Linked DNA regions of Mus musculus: region 2 is linked to region 1. A link is a contact called in public promoter capture Hi-C data. All regions are on one chromosome and are shown on one strand. Each heading gives the region's core, a stretch centred on a gene start, on an enhancer-like site or on the middle of the called end of the contact. The rest is flanking DNA. Distances are from core to core; before and after follow the strand shown.

Region 1 (5,654 bases), core at 1,251-3,750:
CTGCTTGCTTCCCCAGAACTGCACCTGGCAGTCATCAAGAATGCTGTTTGGATTAAATACATGCACTAATAAATTCTGCTTTTTCATATCCTCTCAGCTGTGGTTTAGGGGCTACAGCACCTGTCAGTTACAGCACTTAAGATCCCATGTGTTGGAAAACACCTGTATTTTGGTCTATAGCATAAACAGGGAGTGATAATTATTTTGTTTCTCTGACATCTCAGAGACATAATCAGGTATTTTATCACTAGAGGAAAGGTGCTTAACACATGTTTAATTATATTTTAGGAAAGTAACCTTTTAGCTAAATTTTGTCCAACAGCAGCTGTACCTGGGAGAGGCTTTGAGGAAAGCGAGCTCCTGCAATCTGTTAGCCTTTCTCTACAACAGCATTAACCAATAATAATCCTAGTCTTCAATTGGGACGGCTGGTATTTTCCTCCATCATGTGAAATGTGAAATAGAAGCATCTTCAGCAGGTGTGGTGGTACACACCTGTGATCTCAGCACCCAGGGGGCTGGGCCTGGGCTGCCTCGAGAGACCCTGGCAAAACCAAAAGAACAAAAAGAGGCAGTGGTAGGTTTAGAAATCCTGTTACTGATCTCCTGTGTATTGGCCTCAGGACAAGTCTGCAGGTCTCTTCCTAGGTGCCATTTTGTTATTTTGTTTCCAACTTGGTTACAACACATGGTTTCTAGACACAGTGTAAGGTTTTGGCCTCATTCTTTCCTTGGGCTTCTTCTTTACCTAACTGCCTCTCTGTCATCTGTTGTCAAGTGAGGATTCAGATAACTGGCCCTTCTTTGCAGAGCCCTTCTCGGCAGCTTAGCTCAGATGGCCTTACAAAGAGGATGGGACTGACCAGTGAAGCCCTGTGTCTCTTTACAACAGGAATATGTTCTGAGGAACATGTTTCTAGAAGATTTCCTCATTGTGTGAACACGGTGTGGACTTCCAAACCTAAGTGGTGGTGGAGCTTGCTGTACCCTTTGACTGTGTGGAATACAGCAGAGTATAGGCTGCCCAGTGAGTGGTACGACATGTTACGGTGTTGAATTCTGTAGGCAGTTGTAACACAGAGAAATTTGTGCAGTTGAATAATTTATACACTAGCAAAAGGACAGTGAAAACATGATGCTAATGAGACAAAATAGCAACAGGCTATATACAGCACAATTTTTGTGGAACGGCGGGGCTTCTGTTCCCTAGAGTAATGCAGCCCTGTGCACGAGCTCTGCACTTAGGCTGCAACACATGGATGCAGTTTTAAATTTGATGACAGCTCATCTTACTGTAATAAACTTAAAAAAAACTTTTTGATGTCAAAAAATTCCAAACCCCATAGCTTAGAACACAAACCTCCCTTTTTTCTTTTTCTTGCTGTTTCTTGCTTTGACAAGTCCCAGGGATTAAGCCCAGAGCCTCATGCATTCAGAGATCCTGTTTCTTCTCTTATTCCTTAATGTTCAAAAAGTAATTCTTATTAGTTTACTTTGTGTGTGTGGTGGTCAGAGGATAACTGGTAGGAGTCCAGGGGATTGAACTCGGGTTGTCAGGCTTGGCAGCAAGCACCTCCACCTGCTGAGCCATCTTGCAAGCCCATTCTTAATTTTTTCCTGTGACCAGACTCTTGGTGCAGTTTTCATTTCTTCTTCAGTGACTCAGTTAACCGTGGACATAAAGAGGAACCACCCTTCTCTGGACTGAGCCACATTGGCTGGGATCTGGAGCAGCCATGGACCAAGCAAATGGCTCTGCAGAGACATCCACGTGGACTTGGGGGTTGAAAATTCGTATTACAAAGGAATATAGGACGCTTCTAGCACAGGTGTCCAGGGCACCACGCCTCGAGGAATTCCTAAGATGTGGATTGGAATCTGGGTACTATTGCTGAGCCAACGCCTCAGAGCTGACACTGTTGGAGACAAAGGAATGATATGAACACTGACTGACCATAGGAAGCATGGCCCTCTGGGATAGGGTTACAGGCTTCCTTCCAGTTCAGCCTTGTGTTAATTTTCAGTTTTGGTTGTGGGTTTGAAGGCCTCCCACTGCCACAGCTGGAGGGTGAGTTTGTCACAAACCCTGAGCACGAGAGAGCTCTGCCAGAAGGTGGTTTGAGTAGTGTCCAGAGGAAGGAGGGCGTGCTTCCGTTCCCTTCTTAGATCAGAAAGGCAGTTTCAACTCGGTGGCCCTTTCTTTTCCCACAGACGGTTTTAAGATCGACCACAGAAATTATATCTCTCCCAAGGAGGGACATACGTGTCAAATGGCACAATTTGGCACATAAATTTTGTCCCTGAGAGGCTCACAAATTCCAGAGTCTGTGTCTGATAAAAAGGACACTTTCAGTCTTCCTGAAAATGTGGGGGGATTTAAAGCACATTTAGAGATGAGAGCGGGGAAGGCTGTTGTCATCGTAACATCTGATACTTGCCATTGGTCTGTGAGTCTGTCCTGTCCTGTTCCTTGCCTGAGTGGCTTTTGCCCTCAAGAGAGTTTGGTCTGGGGTAATGATTTACCCATATTTGATCACATAGAACAGACTAGTATTTTGTTTCTTCTACACTCTGGTTCTGACAACCAAGAAAGTTCTTTACTAACGTTTTTGACACATCTGAATTGTCTTATTTTGTGAGATGAATGAGTGGTGGTTACAAGGATGGTTTGGGAACTGGAGAGACGGCTCAGTGGTTAAGAGCACTTGCTGCTCTTGCAGATGACTACGCTGTATTGCCAGCACCCGCATGGCTGCTCCCTGTAGCTCTATTTCTAGGGGATTTAATGCCTTCTTCTGGCCCCCAACCCCGGTAGGTTACCAATGACAGACCAAAGTAATGATTCTGTCTAACTAGCTTAGTGGACGAGTGGGTTTATTTGGGCTTACTAAATAGGATGCAGGTGACCCCACACAGCTATTGTGATGGTTTGAATATGTTTGGCCATGGGAAGTGGCACTATTAGGAGGTATGGCCTTGTTGGAGGAAGTGAGTTACTGTGGGGGTGGGCTTTGAGGTCCTATGCTCAAGTTCTGCCCAGTGCAGAAGAGAGCCCCATCATGGCTGCCTGCTGAAGAATCTCCTGTCTGCCCTTGGATCAAGATCTAGAACTCTTGAGTTCCTTCTCCAGAACAAAGTCTGCCTGCAGGATGCCATGCTTCCTGCCATGATGGCAATGGACTGAACCTCTGAAACTGTAAGCCAGCTCCAATTAAATGTTTGCCTTTATAAGAGTTGCATTGGTCATGGTGTCTCTTCACAGAAATAAACCCTAAGACAGGTATGTATCACTAAAGTCTCATCCCTGCCTGGGTGAGACTTCCCTTCACTCCTTCTCCTTAGCTGTATAGATGGAGCATGCCTTTATTTATCTTCTCTGTTCTATCTGACAGGTATGTCCCACATGTATCCCACGGGCTGCATATGCCCCAGGAGAGCTGTGAGTGGGGCCCAGTACAAATCGGAACTTACTTTATGTATGACGTCTTGTAACTTGATTGATGCTTCTTGAGCATGAACTGTGTGTGTGACAACTTTGTGTTGCAATATCAGAAGATGGGACACTTGCCTGAGCTGCTCCTAGGTCATAACACAGGTAGAGACAGAAATTAAATATGGCCAGGAGGAAGGGGTGCTGGAGGGAGTGGCCCTAATCTCAGGTGAGGGTCTGATGATCCTCTGCTCCCTGGGACGCATCAGTAGACTCATCGTCTGCTAAGATGCTGATGGCTGTTGTGCTTGAAGGACAAGGTGGTGTGGGACAGCCATGCGTGAGACCTAGACTCTTTAGATGTTGTTGAATGGCCTGTCACTTCAGAGTCTTTTCCTTTTAATGTAGAACAACCAGATTTGATGACGATTGGCAGGTTCTGTGCCCCGTGGCCTTGTGTGATGTGTGTGCAGAAATGCCAGTGGAAGAATGAACATTTTGCTCAATTGTGGTTTTTTGGCTGGCAGGATCCTGAGAGCAGGCTAGAGATGGGCATAAAAGAGAGCTGGTCTTAGGGAGAGTTGTGTTTTTAGTTGTGTTAGGACAGCTTAGTCTGTCTTCTTAGAAAGCTGTGTACTTGACTTTGAAGTCTGCCAAGTAGTATGTGCATGCATTGACCAAACACAATACCCATGAAAAGTGAGCTAAGAAAGAAGGGTTACTTTAGGCTCACTGTGATGGGAAGGCAGGGGCAGGGGCAGGGGTGGCTGGTCACATTGCATCTGTGCTCAGGAGACAGAGAGATGAACACTGCTGCCCAGCTCCCATTCTCCTTTTGATTCAGGGCAGGGCCCCTGTCCATATGATGTGCTGCCCTCATAGAGAGCGGGCTTTCCACTTCATTTAGCCTAGAAACTCCTGTACAGACAACACCCAAATTCCCACCTCCATGGTGATTCTAAATCCTGTCAGAGTGACAGTGAGGCTCATCCCTTAACACCTGCAATCGCCATCTTCTTGCTGTGGGCCTTCGTTCTTCGTTTAGGGAGGAGCTTTTAGGAATGCCTCTCCTCCTTTAGTGCAGGTGACTCTTTGGCCTGGAATGGCCACACTGCTCTCCCCTGGCCTTGCTTTTCTGTTTGGCAAGTGTCCTCATTCTTCTTAAGCTGTCCTAGCACCCTTTGCTCTCGTTCTTCAAGGCAAGGAGTACTGTCACAACCAGTTTTGCTTTGTGTCATCATTAGCGGTTTTGGCATTCCTACTGAGTGGTTTAAACACAGATGGTCTTGGCCCTGTGTTTTGGTAGCCCGGTATCGTCACTTTGGCTGACATCACTTAAATGCTCAGTCTGTTGTTGTAATAGCGGTGCCTCTTTAGAAGGCATCCATAGGAACTATGTGTAAATCCATCAACTAGGCAAATCCTTGTTTCTAAGGATGTCTGGAGCAGGGACTACAGTCTGGAGATCATGGAAACCTGGCCAAAGACTATGGACTGGGGTTTTGATTCTGAAATTCCTTTGAAGGTGTTCTTTTTGTACTGTGCTGATGGATGCATTTTAAAGGGTAGGGTTACTCATAGGAAAGCCAGGGAAACATATTCTGTTTCTAAAAGGCTTTATCAGCCTATCAGTGTGGAAACAGGTGGTCTGTGCGCGCACATACAAGGAAGAGTCTTTGTCACATAGGAAATGGATCAAAATCCAGAGAAGGAAAGTATAAACCTGTTCCCAGACAGTACCACCTTGCACACCGGGCTGAGGGGCCTCAGGACTTGGTGGATGGGTGCAAATGGCCGTGGAGGTTTTGGAGATTATTTGCGATGGGGTTTCTAGGGCAGTGGTGGGGAAAACAGAACCTTTTACACTAGTAAGAGTAAGTGACGTTCAAGAGCTTATACAAGCTAGTTAAGACATACGTGAATAACTCCAGGGTTGAAAAGGATAATGTCTTAAAAATTATCCAGTGTTGTATGACCATTTCCTCTCTGCAGTTTAGAAAATTACAGAGACATTTTATAATTATATGCACTTGCCAGCTTTACTGAAATAATAAACAACTCCCAAAGCCCAAAGCTTGCAACAGACATTAATTTCAGGTCATGTTGTGTTTTCTGGCTGTGAGTCAGCTGTACTCGCTCTTCCCAAATCTTACATTTCTGAAGGAACAGTCCCTTTTGGGGACAAGGTAGGCAGAGAAAAAAACAAGAGACTGTGGGAGACACA
Region 2 (5,654 bases), core at 2,116-4,615, 2.5 Mb after region 1:
CACATTAACACTAAATATATAAATTTTTAAGAGCTTGGTGATTATGTTTATTATTGTTGGATTGATTTTATTCTACTGCTTAAATAAAGTGTCTTAGGCATAGGAACTATATCTCATTCCTCTCTGTATTACCTGAAGTCAAATATGAAATACTTAGTAGACATGTGCCTATTTCTTCATTTCAAAGTCATAATATAATGGTGGGAAAAGGGCTAAGAAAGAAGGAGAAGGCATGTCTTTTGATTACTACTTTTAGGTTAACCACTGACTTTAAGGTTGGAGAACTTGGCCATGCCTGGTGGCTCATGCCTTTAGTCTCAGCACTCAGGAGGAAGAAGCAAGTAGATTTCTGAGTCAGAGGTCAGTCTAGTATACATTGTGAGTACCAGGACAACCAGAGCTACACAGTAAGATCATGTCTCAAAAACAAACAAGCAAGTAAATAAACAAAAAGAGGCCCGGGAACTTGAACAGCAGATTATCAGTCACTGAAAACAGCCATCCTGGACTTTAGGATGCTTCAGTTAGCCCTCAATAGCCTGAGTAGGAACAAGAAAGTCAGAAGGTTAAGTCAAACTTAGGGAAGCAGTTTTAAAGTAAACCACATTTATAAAAGGGGAACTGGAAAGAGCTGCAGTGTTCACTGTCAGATGTTCTACTTCCTTACAAAACCAATGGAGGAACAGCCAAATCAGAGAATGCACACAAAACTTTCTCTGGTCTTCTTTTCTTCATTTTATTTTATGTGTTAGTGTTTTGTCTGTATGTATGCCTAAACACCATTTGTATGCCTGGTACCCCAAAAAGCCAGAAGATGGTCTCGGATTTCCAGGGACTGGAGTTACAGACTGTTGTGAGCCACCATGTGGGTGCTGGGAATCAAATCCAATTCCTCCAGTGCTCTCAACCACCAAGCTACCTCTCCAACTCATTTTTCCTAGTCTTACTCTTAAGTTTGATTCTGTTTTCCTAGCTACTACCGGGAACAAAATTTATTTTTTCCTAGCTACTACAGGGGACAAAAATGTATCTGTGTGTAGCTTTCTCTGTTGAGTCTTTTATCATCAAATTGTCTGTTTTCTATGCCTAGGACCCACAATCATATGTGTAAAGTATCTTCAATTCTTAGTTAAGCCTTCCTGGGAAAGGAGATTGATTCCTTGGGTAAGGAATCAGAAGAGCACATGACTGTCACTGTCTGCCTCGTCAGCAGCAGATTCTTTGATGCATGAAAGTTGGAAGCCTTAAAATACCTTCATAAACTGTCTTCAAATATTCTCACATACTAAAGATTATGAAATTAAAATATACCTTGAGACTGGGTGTGATGGCACATGCTTTTTTAATCCCATCATCCAGGGGGAAGACAGGCAGAATCCTGTGAGTTCAAGGTCAGCTTGGTCTATATAAAGAATTCCAGCCAGGGTTTCATAGTGAAACCATGTCACAAATAAATAAACAAACCTTGAAGATATTCAAAAGGCCCCATACACAGGCATACATAAAACAGGCTGTAGCTGAATGTCCAGCCAACAGCAGCAGAGGCTGTAAATGTTTTGGATAACATAGGAAAGAAAGGATACAATGCCCAGTCAACTCAAAAGTAATGGAGCAACTAAATGAATTCAAAGTGGGGCTAAGTGGGTGCAGGCATTCCCAGGGGTCCCGGGAGAATGTGCTGGTCAGAGAGAAATGCAGAGCCACTCACTGGGTGTCAAAAGATCTTAAGTACTGAAGACCAAATAAGAGGGGCTGGGTAAAGTGCTTATTGTATTGAGTTCAGATCCCCAGCAACCACAAAAAAAAAAAAAAAAAAAAAAAAAAAAAAAAAAGACAAGTGTGGTGATGGATGGATACTGGGAGCTTGCTGGACAACCAGTCTAGTCAAAATGGAAAACTCAGGTTCAGTGAGAAAACTTGTCTCAAAAACTAAAGTGGAAGTGTACAGAGAAGGACCCCTGATACTGAACCTCTGTCCTCAACAAAGATGTTCACAACATGCATACATGCATACATCTCTCTCTCACACACACACACACAATCAAAAGAAAGCCAGTCATCTTATGGTCACTCCTGTATTGACTGCCCAGTATTCTAGGAGACTAATCATTATTGGTAGGATGATGTGTCAGTCATTCTTAAGTAGGTTCATCACTATGCACAAAACTTGTAAAGCAGGCGTTCAAAGAAGGGCTGTGCAAAGATGTGAGCTTTGCAGTTAACAAGTCTGAAGGGAGACATGAGGTCCACTAGGACAACGCAAGGGAAAACACTGAGCTAATTATTAAAGGGGGGGGGTGGGGTGGATCTAGCCTGCCGTTAAAGACTTCTCTCCCAAGATGGCATATATGATGTTTGAAAGCAGAAGAAAACGAATAGTCTTTCCCATTGGCGTTACACCTTAGGGCTTAAAAAGCATAATTTCGCAGGCACTTCGTGAGCAATCAATGTGCACCAGGAGTTACTGTTCTGAGACCTAGACAGAAATGAGCAACCATAAGCAGTTCAGTCAGGGCTTAGATTTCAGTAGGTTCCATGTGCTAAGGCTTGTGGAAATATGGAAGATGAAGCAGACTATTCCTCCCGGGACTGTGAAAGCAAAGAATCACCAAAAAGGTAACCTCTGAAGTAGGCTTTGAAGGATGCCAGAGATGGCCCACCAGGTCCTGGTTCAAAGTGTCACCATCCTGTTCTCGGGGAAGAGAAAGTCTCTTGAGTTTACAGCTCGTATATTTATTATAGGAGCTGACTCCTATATAAACTCCGAGGCAAGCAGTCTCCCCAGCAATCCTCTCCATTTCACTGGAGAAAGTGTGATTCACAAAGCAAAAGGGTGTCAAGGGAGGTTCCAGTTCCTGAACCCAGACGGGCCGAGGTGACACCGCTACTCAGAATGCGAAGGCTGAGCGGTGGAACGCGCCGAGGGTCTGTCTAGACCCGGAAGTTGGGAAGCGGCCTGAGAAGAGCCCGACCCCTGCAGCCACCGCGCCAGTCTCTCAGCCCAGCGCTCGGGTCCCGTTCCTCAATCACTCACCCGCCGCTTGGCGAGAGGAAGTCGGTGTCATCCTCGTCTCCGGCACCGAACATCACGTCGGCTTTCGCCCAGCTGAAGGGAGGAGGAAGTTGGATGTTCCCAGGGCCTGTCACCGCCGGTAACGTAAAACGCCGTGGCGGCGAGCTGCTTTCCGGCAGGACAAACTCTCTCAGGGTAGTGAGGCCCAGAGGAGACCCAGCGGTGGAGGAGGTGGAGCAAAGGCAAATGAGGAGGTGAGCTCCCAGTGACGCAAGGCCTCACCAGCCCTCCGAGGAGGTGGAGTTCCTAGGTTCTGAGCGGTGATTGGTGGGATCACCCAGGGGGCGGGTCCAGGGCGGGAATCCGCGGCCTTTACTGCGGTCGTGGGACACGTCGAGCCGGGCAGTAGTGGCGGGGGCTTGGTAGAAGTCCGTACCGGACTAGGGGATCCAGTTCTGAGAGGAAGACTAAGGCGGCGGGGCTTACCCTGTGAAGGTAAGGTCACTCCCCTCCTTTTCCCAAACCCGGCGTGTTCGCTGTCCTTTTCCCTCCCGAACCCTGGACCCCCCGCAGCTCCCTTAAGCTGGGCGGAAGGAGAAAGAGCCCCGGACTAGAAGTCATGGGATCTGAGCCGAACAGTGGCAGGGATCTTACAGCGACATTGCTGTTATGACCTTAGGGCAGGGTGCTCGGTGCCTCAGTTTCCCCATCTACGCAAAGGACCGCGTGTCCAGTGTCTCCATATGCGCTTTTTCAAGGTTTTAAATCTCTGAAATCATCGAGTCTGATCCGGGTCTCTTCGTAATAAACTGATCTGCAGGCAAGAAGACAGAAGAACTAGCCACTTGGGTGACTAGTCCGAGGTCACACAGAGTGAAGAGCAGACCTGGTCCTTTGTATCAGGGTTTAGAGAGCTGATGAGTGAGGAAGCCTGGCCCTTAACTAGACTGTGTGGCATAGGACTTGGGAAAGGACCCTGTTTCTAAAGTCCAGATAAGAGAGGTCCAGAAGAGCTGGGATATTCGGGAGGGTGGATGATGGACGAGACTTTGAAGGTAGAAAGTCCTCAATCCAGTTTTGCTGAGCTGAGTTTTGTTGCCAAGGTTTTAAGTCAACATTGGTTGTCGCTGACTTTTCTGCCTCCAGTTTTCGCCCACTCTGTTGCATGTCTTTCTTCTATATTTCTTTGGTTAGCCTGTTTTGTTTTTGTTTTTGGGTTTTTTTTTTTTTTTTTTTGAACGATCTTGCTTAGCCACGCTGTGGCTAAGCAGATAGTGTGTCCCAGTGTCCATTTCCACAGTTCTCATTGGAGTTCTTTCTGGTTTTCTTCCCAGTCAGGTTGATCCTGTAAGTGTCCCTTTCCGGAATGTTTTAGTCTCTTCTGATGATACTAAAGAGATTGGAAGCTCTCTCCCAGAGAACTTTGTACCTCTTGGCACTTCCCCTGTGGGGCTTTTTATTACAGTTTTTGAACTACTAACTTGTAAGTCTTCTTGCCCACAGTGGATTCTCATTAATTTTTTATTAGATTGAATAATATAACTTAGCTTTGTTCCCTTGTTCCTTAATTTACTCTCGGTTTTTTTTTTCCCCCGTGCGACCCAAAGAGCCAAGCAGTGGCTCTTGTCTTTTATAGGTAGCTTCCAGAAAGATAAAAATGCTGTACTGGCTGTGAACTGTCTGGGTTGCTTGGTCTCTTTTGTTCATTGAAGGTGACTGTACTATTGTCTAAAACTCCAGGGGAGGGGGAAGGGGAAATAGTGTAGTTAGAAATATTATATGTTACTTACAATTTTTGTGAGTAAATTATTCCTGTTTATCTGAGGATAAGGCTGCTGGCCTGCTTCCTGTGTTTATTTTACAGATTAAGATGGTTAGAACAGTGAAATCTGACTGGTAAAGCAGTGATACACTGGAATCTGGGTGGTAGGACTGGAGCCTGTAGCAGTAGCTCTGTTTAACTTGTGAAATTGAGTGGGTAGGAATGAATGGATAAGTTTATTCCAGGAACGCTTTCTTTATTTTTATTTTCTTTCTTTTATTTTTGTTTATTTATTTATTTATTTTTGAGATGATCTATTTATGTAGCTCTGGCTGTCCTAAAACTCATTATGTAGACCAGGCTATCCTGGAATCTCACAGAATTACACCTGCCTATGCCTCTCCAGTGCTGGGATTGAAGACTATATCACTATACTGGATTTTAACAATTCTTTAAAAAAAAAAAAAAAGTGAGCAAAACCCAAGAAAGTCTCAGAGCTCTTTCCCTGCATTCTGTGGGGGAGGTGCCTCTCTGGTGGGTGTTTGAAATGTACAGGTGTACAAGAAAACGGGAACTAGCCACTTGGGTGACTAGTCCGAGGTCACACAGAGTAAAGGGCAGACCTGGTCCTTTGTATCAGGGTTTAGAGAGCTGATGAGTGAGGAAGCCTGGCCCTTACCTAGACTGTGTGGCATAGGACTTGGGAAAGGACCCTGTTTTTTTCTTTATTTCTTTTCTTTTTTTTTTTTTTTTTTTGGTTTTTCGAGACAGGGTTTCTCTGTGTGGTCCTGGCTGTCCTGGAACTCACTCTGTAGACCAGGCTGGCCTCGAACTCGAACTCGGAAATCTGCCTGCCTCTGCCTCCCAAGTGCTGGGATC

The links. Promoter capture Hi-C pulls out the DNA fragments that hold promoters and counts their contacts.
Region 2: a promoter capture Hi-C map of liver shows a contact between it and region 1, with 5 times the contacts expected there. The contact joins the promoter of Slc31a1 here to the enhancer-like site in region 1. A contact is called at or near these places in 3 of 39 promoter capture datasets (cranial neural crest, embryonic stem cells and liver) and 3 of 115 datasets of contacts at active chromatin or transcription factors (embryonic stem cells and large pre-B cells).

What each region holds. Positions count from the first base shown.
Region 1 is chr4:59,842,956-59,848,609 of GRCm38.p6, forward strand. All of the region lies in intron 1 of Snx30 (sorting nexin family member 30), which reads left to right. Among named protein-coding and RNA genes, the nearest start is that of Snx30, 40 kb to the left of the region's middle. Within about 2 kb of position 2,501, at least 67 of the 459 cell types and tissues checked have an H3K27ac peak or open chromatin away from gene starts, as enhancers often do. A contact at or near this core is called in liver, where this site is marked.
Region 2 is chr4:62,357,336-62,362,989 of GRCm38.p6, forward strand. It overlaps Slc31a1 (solute carrier family 31, member 1), which reads left to right and starts at 3,366. Exons shown (of 5, transcript NM_175090.4): 1 at 3,366-3,508. It overlaps Fkbp15 (FK506 binding protein 15), which reads right to left and starts at 3,261. Exons shown (of 28, transcript NM_001045528.2): 1 at 3,035-3,261. The coding sequence starts at 3,087.